2 separate regions of the Mus musculus genome follow, and region 2 is linked to region 1. The links are chromatin contacts, called in public HiChIP or PLAC-seq maps. All regions are on one chromosome and are shown on one strand. The core of a region is the stretch at or near the end of the contact, and the rest is flanking DNA. Distances in the headings are between cores, read along the strand shown.

Region 1 (4,711 bases), core at 708-3,207:
TGGTGTCAGCTACATTTACATTGTTATGTAATCATCACCCATGTCTTTCCCCCCAGACTTTAGTATATTCCCAAACTGAAACTCAGTATTCATTAACAATAACCCTCTCATCTCCTGGTAATGGCCCATCTACTTTCTTTCTCTGTAAATTTGATGACTCTATATACCTCACCTCATACAAGTGGAATCATAGAATTGCCTTTTGTGCCTGGTTTATTTCTCTCTGCAGTATGGTTTCATTTATATTGAATTTAATTTGTAGGACTGTGTTTTTACTTTTAGCAACTGTGTGAATGCTAGTCGTCTTTCTGAGATGGAAACAACCTGTGAAGTAGAGATAGATAGTTAAAGTCACTTCTCTTTTACATACATTAAGTTCCAAATGCTTAGAAGACACTTGAGAGTATTAAGGAAGTCCAGAGTTCAGAGGGGAAGTTGGGGCTATGGATTTAAACTTGCATATCATCAAAGTACAGGCAGCATGTAAGACTACTTAGAAGGAAAAATAGAGTTGAGAAAATGATCTTTTTAGCAGTTTGTATATTTTGAGGATGTGGTAGAGGAACATAGGTCTAAGATTCGACCAAGTTGTTAATGATGTAAAAAAAATTGACATGGGTTTTAAAATATCCTAATGGATTTTAAACAGTTGTATTCCTTATTATTATTATTATTATTATTAATTCCCTTACTTTCTTTTCCTTTTTTTTAAAGATTTATTTGTTTTATGTATATGAGTACACTATAGTTCTCTTCACACACACCAGAAGAGGGCATCGGATCCCATTACAGTTGGTTGTGAGCCACCATGTGATGGCTGGGAATGGAACTCAGGACCTCTGGAAGAGCAGTCAGTGCTCTTAGTCGCTGAGCCATCTCTCCGGGCCTAATTCCCTTACTTTCTTTGGCTTAAAATAGTGGCAAGCTATTTTATTTTCCGTCTTCTTTGAGGAATTAAAGGGTCAGGATGGATTGAGTGTTGACTAGAGGGATTGCGCCCCAGTGGCACACAGACTGGAAGTACCACCTTGGCAGAGACAATTAGGAACTGAATAGATGCCAGTGCTAATAGGATAGAAGGGCCTTGATCACGAACAGAGTATTCTAGTGAGCAAACCAGCTGTGTGTGACGAAAGGTGGCTTCTCTCCAGGGCAAGGTGTTTGGGGAGAGACTTGTGCTTGCTCTTTTCTTTATCAGCAGAGGCTTTTAAGCTAGATTCCTTGCCTCTCTTCTTTTCCAGAGGACTAAGTTTCAGAGGGAAGACCACACCACCTTGGTGGGATGGACAGGGTGGAGAGTGTGTGCAAATGCTAGGCAGGACTCCCAGAAGCACTGCTTCACAGGCCGTGAGCAGGAACTTAGCACTATTTGTTTTTATCCTTTTAATAAAAACCAGCTTGATCAGCTCCCAGTTTTGTCTTTACAATCTTCATTCCACAGGGCTTGTGAATTCAGTTCTTTAAAAAAATTGCCCCATTTTTATGTTTTGTGTATCAGATCATTTCAAAAGTAGTGTGCTAGGAGAAATTGTTCCCTCTATTATAAAACAAACGCAAAGGAAATATGATTTTATTTTGCTAAGAAAACATTATGATCAGAGAAAGGAAAATTTGAAAATCTTACTCTGCTAAGTACCATTTTTCAAGGAGGAAATGAAGTCAGGAAAGAATAGCCCTGTTTGGAAGCAAGTCCTATAAATGGATCAGGAGTAGCTAACATCTGCCTCTGAGAAGGCTGCAAGGCTGCTGCTTGTCCTTGGCTAGGGCTCTGACATTTTCACAGGCACTATGAAAATGACTGGGGTAATATAGATGTTTTATTTTTATACATGATTAGATAGGGAGGACGGAAGCCAGCTGTTAAGTGTGTGTCTCGTGAGTCACTGCAGGAAATATGACAGAAGCCGTAGTAAATCATAGGTGGCAGGGCAGGGATGACTAGATGACCCTCTTGTGTCTCATGGTTAACTATTGCTTTTGGCTCTGATGGAATTGGGAAGTTAGCAGATCCCATCACACAGCCTGTGGTTTTATGAGTTACTTTGTTAAGCTGAACTAACAAGGCATTCCTTTGACTGTGTTAGTGACTCGCAGATGTACATTAGACCATGTGGTGGGAATTATGGGTAAAGTGGTGAAAAAGGCCATCCAAGCTGTGTTACAGAAGGGAAGTCCTGGTGTTAGGGAAGCAAACCGATCCTAACCTGAGGGCTCAGAGAAGTTGCCCTGGACGAAAACCATTCCATTGCCTTCTATAACCACCATTCCATTCTCTTTCCTAATTCCATTACGCTTTTTCAGAGATATAGTAACTGTCACTGTCCCTTCTTAGTTATATGTTACTCATCTCCTTCCATGTCTCTCTCCAGTTTGAGTGAAAACTTTAGGGAGCTAGAATTTTGGAATTGGAATTTAGAATTTTTGTTATCACAAATTTGACTTTTTTTTTCTGGAATGGGGAGTGTGGTTTTGTTTGTTTTGTTTTGAGACAGGGTCTTACTAAGTAGGTCTTGTTGGCCTTGAACTTGCTATGTAGCCTCAGGAAGGTTTTGAACTTCCAAATCTCTTAAGAGCCTCTGCCTCCTCTATGCTTTGATTATAAACATCTACATTTGTCTATTTTAATTTTTACTCTGTGTATATGGGTGTTTTGCTTGTATATCACAGATGTCTGGAAGTCATAGCATTGTTATTTTATTATTATGTTTTAGGTGATTTTTTTGTATTCTAATGAAAGAGAAAAAGGAAGGGTATGGATTTGGATTGGTGTGGAAGTAGGGAGGATATGGGAGGAGTGGGGGGAGGGGAACCATATTAGAATACATTGTATGAAAAAAGTCTGTTCTTAATATAAATAATAATAATAAATAATAAATAAATAATAATAATAAAAAAAACTGAGCACAAGTATATCAGGGTTCTGGGGTAGCTTCCTACATTTTTTGTAGGGTGGCTGTTGCAGTCATTTGCAAAGGAGAAGAGAAAGGGTGTGTTCCCCTGTGGTTGGTTTTGTTATGGAGGAAACATTTCATTTGGTCCTTTCTAGTTTCACTGACCATGACTGATTCTTTGACCATCTTTTAGCTGCATGAGAGGCTAGACAAGTATAGAATCCAATGTTTTCAAAGAAGTAAACTCTGTATGAAAAGGAGGGGTGGGAGTAGGGGCTCTTGTGGTTTGAATGAGAATGGCCCACATAGGTTCTTATACTTTCATGCTTGATCACCAACTGGGAAGGATTAGGACGTTGGAAGGCGTGTGTTACTGGGATGGGATTTGAGGTCTTAAAAGCCCATGACATTTTTAGCTTGCTTCTGCTCTTTCAACCTCACCCCTACTCATGTTTGTGCACCAATAAGTATGTTCTCAGCTGTTGCTCCAGCATCATGCTTGCCTACATGTTGCTATGCTCCTCACCATGATTGTCATGGACTGTAGCCCTCTGGAATCATGAGTCCCAAATTAAATGCTTCCCTGTAAGTTACCTTGGTCCTGATGTTTTATCTCAAGGCAATAGAAAGATAACCAAGACGGGAACTTAGGATCTAAAGGTAACCACAGATGGTCATATGTTAGAAGAAAAATGTCTAAGGGAGATCTGTTTAAGATGTAAGGAAGAAAGGAAAGGGGTTTGAAGATGACTTTGGGTGTTAGAGATGAATGAAATGAGTTTCCAGTGTGAGGTTGAATTGGATCTTCCTTTCTCACTTGAACTGCTCACTCACTTGGATCTACGTCTTGATGCCTGGGACCTTATGACCTCACTTTCAAACCACCAAATTTAGTAGAAAAGCGGGGAGGCAGGTTGAGTGAGTTTTGTGGGTTAATTCTACTTCTATGAGCAGCACTTGCTTGCTGTGTAAGTGTCATCTGGGAGCTTGTTAAAATCAGTCAGAGTCTCTGGGGATTGGTGTTTTTAGGTCTGGGGCTTGGCCATCAATTTTGTTAATAAGCTCCCAGGTGAGTCTGATACAGCCAGCTTTTGGGGACTCGGTAGAGAAACGATGGCCTTTGGATTCTGATAAGCTCACCCTCTGCAGGCCAGCTCTTCACTTATTAACTGCATGAAGTTGGGCAGGGAACTTGAGATCTCAGAACTCAGGTTGCTCACCTTAGAAATGAGCAGAAATAGCCAGGCGTGGTGGCGCATGCTTTTAATCCCAGCACTGGGGAGGCAGAGGCAGGCGGATTTCCGAGTTCGAGGCCAGCCTGATCTAGAGTGAGTTCCAGGACAGCCAGAGCTACACAGAGAAACTCTGTCTCGAAAAAAAAAAAAAAAAAGAGCAGAAATAATAATGACAACAACAGGATAATAACGACCCTACTGAGATATATATATATGGTATAATGTCTAGAACTAGAAGTGTGGTTCAATAAATGTATATTGGCTTCTAAATATCTTGCATTTGATTTAGCAAAGAAACACTGTATTCTGTACAATTACAAGAAAATAAATAGTGACGTATTGTAAATGGTTTAGTATCTCTCATGGTTTAGTATCTCTTCTTATCAATAGCCAAGCAGCCTCTGGCTTCAGATTAAGGTTTGTTTTTTTTTTTTTTTCTTCCATTAACTATATTTTTGACTGTATCTGTTCCATGTAATATATAAGTATATACTTTAAAACTGGCCAATAAAACTCTCTAAACCCAGTTTCTATAAAATATTACTTATTATTTAATAGAGATTATTTTTCACAGCAGTTTGAACG
Region 2 (4,711 bases), core at 1,490-3,989, 560 kb after region 1:
ATAGTCAATGCATGTGTATACTTGAGTCAACTCTTCAGACCTTTATTTACTTTCAAAAACAAATATTTAAAACCCATTGTGTCCACTCAATACTGCATGTTCATGGGTGTAGGACCATTCCCTGGAACATGGGCAGCTTCTCAGGGCCAACATCCCTAAAGAAAACTGACAGCCCATCTTTGGCAGCTTCCAGCTGTCATTAGTCCTTCAGCTGGGCTTGGAGCTTCATGAGCCCTCTTCCATTCATGCTGGAATATATACTAGCTCGATCTCATTCAGGTCTGGTGCATAGCATGATATCTTACTCTTTGAAGCTGGACCTCTCTCTGAGCCTCTTGACTTGAATGATGGTCCAGATCTTTATTCTAGAACTGCCAAAAATATGTTTTCTGTGTATATAACAGGAAGAAACAAGAATAGTATTTGGACTATGCTTTCTATTCCAAGCCTATGGCAGAGTTAAATGTCACTTCACTATAATTAAGAAACTGATTTCTTGGAGATTAGAAAGATAGATCGGCAATTACCAGCACTTGCTGCTTTTGCAGAGACCTGGGTCCAGTTCCAAGGAATCTGAAGCCCTCTTCAAGCTTCTTTGGGCATGGGCTGCACTCACATGATGTACATCCATACTCTCAGGCACACACACATCTAAATAAAGTAAACCATAAATAAATTAAAAAGAAAAGAACTGTTTCCCTATTGCTTGGAATAGCCTTGGATATTGATAGACTCATCAAAATATCAATGTGTCAGGCCAACCAGTGTTTTCTTTAGTGGTAGAAAATAACATCTCTTGAAGGGAAAGACACATTTTAAAACTGTTTTTCCCCCTTCTGTTGATGAATGATTGGCCCGGAATCTCTATGGAATATATTTAACACAGCTAAAATATGTTCCAACATTCAATGAGGAAACCATTTATACCATTAAAAACTTAAAAATAATAAATAAGATTAAGATATATTTCTAGAAGCAGCTGAGTCTGAATATTACCCTTTCAGTAATAGGAATAAAGATAACAAATAACATTTACATACAGCTTTAGAGTTCACAAAATGCCTGGTGGATTTGCCACTAGGTCCATTTTAGGGAGATCACTACATTAAAGTTCTCCCAAGGAGCAGGCTATCTATCAGTATATAAATTACATTATATAAAGTTACAGAAAGATATTTATCAGATATTTATACTTTTGGAGGCTGGAAAGTCAAATAATGGTCATCTGTTAGTCATGAAGGCAGAGAAAAGCTCATCTTCTGTAAAGAAGCGGGAAGCCTCAGGGATATCAAAAATGCAGTCATGATCCAAGGTTGAAGGGAGCCCAAGGAGAGTCATTGGTGTGAGTCCATGTTAAAAGCTGAAGAAGCTGGAGTCAGCTGTTCACTGGCGAAAAGCATCACCAATAGCCCTGAACTGAGTTTGCAGCCAGATTTCAAAAGCAAGCCTGAGACACCTGGCAAAGTCAGAGATGGCTGGCATGGTCAGTGCAAATGCAGCCCATATGAAGGTGGAACAGACTTTGAAGGTGAAGCTGGAGTGGTAACTCCAGGATGTTGGAAGTGCCAGGAACGTAGGACTTGGAAGTCAGAGTAAAGAGTGGAGCTAGCCTGAAAGAGGAGCCATGCTGGCTATTAACTAGACCCCAGGAATCAGGATGCTGCATGCCCACTGATACAGAGACCCAGGTCTAGTGCTAGTCCTGCTGAGGCTTGGTCTTGCTTTCACTCAGTTCTTCCCTACAGTTCTCTCTAGTTCTCCCTTTGTAATGAGAATACTTATTCTATGCCATTATATCTTGGATTCATATATAACTCTAATTTTGATCTTATATACTTTGGTCTTTTGAAAAATGCCACATCTGTTATGACTCTTCCTCTGACCCCATCTTGTGTCTTCTTTTCTGTCTTTCCTGGCGGCCATGGCATGAGCTCCTCTGTCCTGCTACTCTCTTTCTCCTGCAATGCACAGATGCCTCTGAAGCTGTCAGCCCCCCTTCCTGTAAGTGCTTGGTAGATATTATTGTCATAATAGCATTTGTCCCATTGGTAACATTGCTAGTAAGTTACTCCAAACCTCACAGTTGAAATAATTAGTGGTGTTTTGTGGTTCTAGCGGCACCTAGTTTTGCAGCTTCTTATCCTATACATCTGTTATGTTACTTAACTTTTCTGACCTGCCACTATGTGACTCTAGAACCAAAAAAAGGAAGAGGGTGTCTTTGGCACCAACAAAGAGCTGTCTGTGACAACTGTCTCAAAACTACCACCCTGGATCATTGTATTTACAGATTCATCCTGACTCGCAGTCGGCTAGTTGATGGATCTATGTAATAAGCAAAGATTTGATGTCTTGAGACTCTGTACTTTTCCATTTCTCAGCTCAGGTCCATTCCTGGCAAACACTGAGCTTGACAAGATCAGAAATCAGGAATCAATCAGGAATCAGGAATCAGGAATCAGGAATCAGGAATCAGGAATCAGGAATCAGAATCAGGAATCAGGAATCAGGAATCAATCAATCAATCAGGAAATCTGTTCTGGAGAGAGTCAAGGGAAGTTTCAGGACATCGATAACGCAATGAAGAGCCAGAGCCGACAAATTTCGCTCTGTGAACATTCTTCTCTCCCACTCTTGGGAACAGAGCTCTTAAGTGTCCACTGCACAGAAGTGGAGAACCCACATTTTCTGTTCTCTGGGCTGACAAATCAGACTGCTCTGAGAAAAGCTGCTTCTCTTTTTGGAACACAGCCAAGTGGAACTTCCCTGTGACCCTGAGAGACGGAGTGCTGCGTTATAGAGAGCTCACCATGCCTACACAGGAAGAAAGGACAGTGTCCGACTTGTTTGTTTAAAGGACAGGCTGTGGTCCCTCACCCTCACATTAACAAATGCTGGGAAACGAAGATTTTCCTGATGTATCTTAACCATTCTCTGTTGGTCTGTGAGGAAGTGTGTCGTCATCTCAGAGTGCTTAGTTGTGCTTTTGTGTACATTTATTTGGATGAGTGTTCTAACTTCTTTTCTACATCTGCTAACAAGATAAAGGTATGCTCTCTATTGGATTGCTCCTTTTTGGAAAAGACAAATATCATGCTAACTAATTTCAACAACTATTGGAAGATAAATAATCAGAGCTAGTATGGAGCATATGTTTTTGGTTAATAATATTAGCATGGAGATGGAATTAAGGTTTGTGAAGATGAGGATAGAGATTAGACAGACTTTGAAAAGGGAAAAATTGATGTGGGTAAAGTAGCTGGGAGGGGATGGGAGGGGAAAGGTGGGATAATGCTAGAACCACAGACTCTATAAATTGTTAAAACTATAAAAAATTCAGTTAAGAGGTAAAAAGAAAGGAGAATAAGGTTGTGGCAGGGGGAAATATATATAAATAAGAGAGGTCTTGTCCCGGTTTGTTTTGCATACTGCTATGATAAATTCCGTGACCCAACGCAACCTGTCCTAGTGGAGAAAAGTATTTATTCACTTTATTGTTACAGTCTATCAGAAATGGAAGGGAAAACTCAAAGCAGGTACTGGGAGGCAGAGGCTATGGAGAACACAGCTCCACATGGCTTGCTTAGTCTGTTTTCTTTAACAATCCAAGACCACCTACCCAATGGTGGCACAGTGGTCTGGGTCCTCCCACATCAATCACTAGTCAATAAAATGCCACACAAACTTGCCTATAGGCTAATTCGATGTAAATGTTTTCCCAACTGAGGTTCCTTCTTTCCAGATGACCAGAGCTTGTTTCAAGTTGTTAAAAAACTAACCAGCATAGGAAATCTATGAGATATGGGTGACAGATATAGCAAATAGTGACTTGATTAGGCTGGTTGAAGAAGCATATGCAGCGAATTTAAACCCCAAGCAAGCATATACCAATAGATGCAAAACCACCATGAGATGTATATGTATATGTGTATGTGTATGTGTATGTGTATGTGTATGTGTATGTGTATGTGTATATGATGTATGTGTATGTGTATGTGTATGTGTATGTGTATGTGTATGTGTATATGTATATGTATATGTATATGGGAATGGAGATTAATTAGGAGGAAATGAGCAATACAAAGATACTCACAAATTCTGGCACAGCTACACTGAGCTGAAAGGGGAAGTGTTCAGATCCCTCTGGCTCTTGCAGGCTTCACTGGGTGCTGTGTGTTGGAAGGATTATTGGGAGCCATTGGTCTCTACAGCCTCCGTATCCTGAGTGGTTCCGGCTTGTGAGGAAGAGGGCTGCATGTCCCTTCCTGGTTGCTTCCTCAGCCTCCCACTACATTTCACTCCAGCTCTTTTGGATGAGATGTGTGTGAAGAACAGCACTTCCCTCACAGTCTCTACTGTTTCCTCCCAGGCAGCAACTGCCCCCATGGCACCCTTTTGAGATGCTTGCACCTGGCCTCCTTTTCTCAGCTCCTCTCCCTTGCTGTCCTGCTGAGAACTCCTCTGGCTTGATAGGTTCATTTATAGATCTAGTCTCTCACAGAAAAAGAACTTACCTTGTGATAGCTCATTTGTTGTTTAGTTTTGTTTTGTTTGTAGAAAGTTTCAGTGGCAAAACTATCAGCTGTCTTCCCCTGGGAGTTCTTCCCTCAGTCTTGATTGCTCATGGGTCTAACTTAAGATTCCCGCATATGTGCACATAAGAAATCCAGTGCAAGGGAGATCTTTCCATCTTCTGAGCCTTATTTATAAT

What was found. HiChIP or PLAC-seq counts read pairs in DNA pulled down with a chosen protein or histone mark.
Region 2: an H3K4me3 HiChIP or PLAC-seq map of bone marrow-derived macrophages shows a contact between it and region 1, with 4 times the contacts expected there. The contact joins two enhancer-like sites. A contact is called at or near these places in 11 of 39 promoter capture datasets (the 3T3-L1 cell line, cranial neural crest, embryonic stem cells and 6 more), 2 of 115 datasets of contacts at active chromatin or transcription factors (bone marrow-derived macrophages and embryonic stem cells) and 2 of 9 other capture datasets (adipose tissue and embryonic stem cells).

What each region holds. Positions count from the first base shown.
Region 1 is chr12:52,124,759-52,129,469 of GRCm38.p6, forward strand. All of the region lies in intron 3 of Nubpl (nucleotide binding protein-like), which reads left to right. Among named protein-coding and RNA genes, the nearest start is that of Nubpl, 29 kb to the left of the region's middle. Within about 2 kb of position 1,958, at least 29 of the 459 cell types and tissues checked have an H3K27ac peak or open chromatin away from gene starts, as enhancers often do. A contact at or near this core is called in bone marrow-derived macrophages, where this site is marked.
Region 2 is chr12:52,684,787-52,689,497 of GRCm38.p6, forward strand. No RefSeq gene overlaps it. Among named protein-coding and RNA genes, the nearest start is that of Akap6, 12 kb to the right of the region's middle. Within about 2 kb of position 2,740, at least 6 of the 459 cell types and tissues checked have an H3K27ac peak or open chromatin away from gene starts, as enhancers often do. A contact at or near this core is called in bone marrow-derived macrophages, where this site is marked.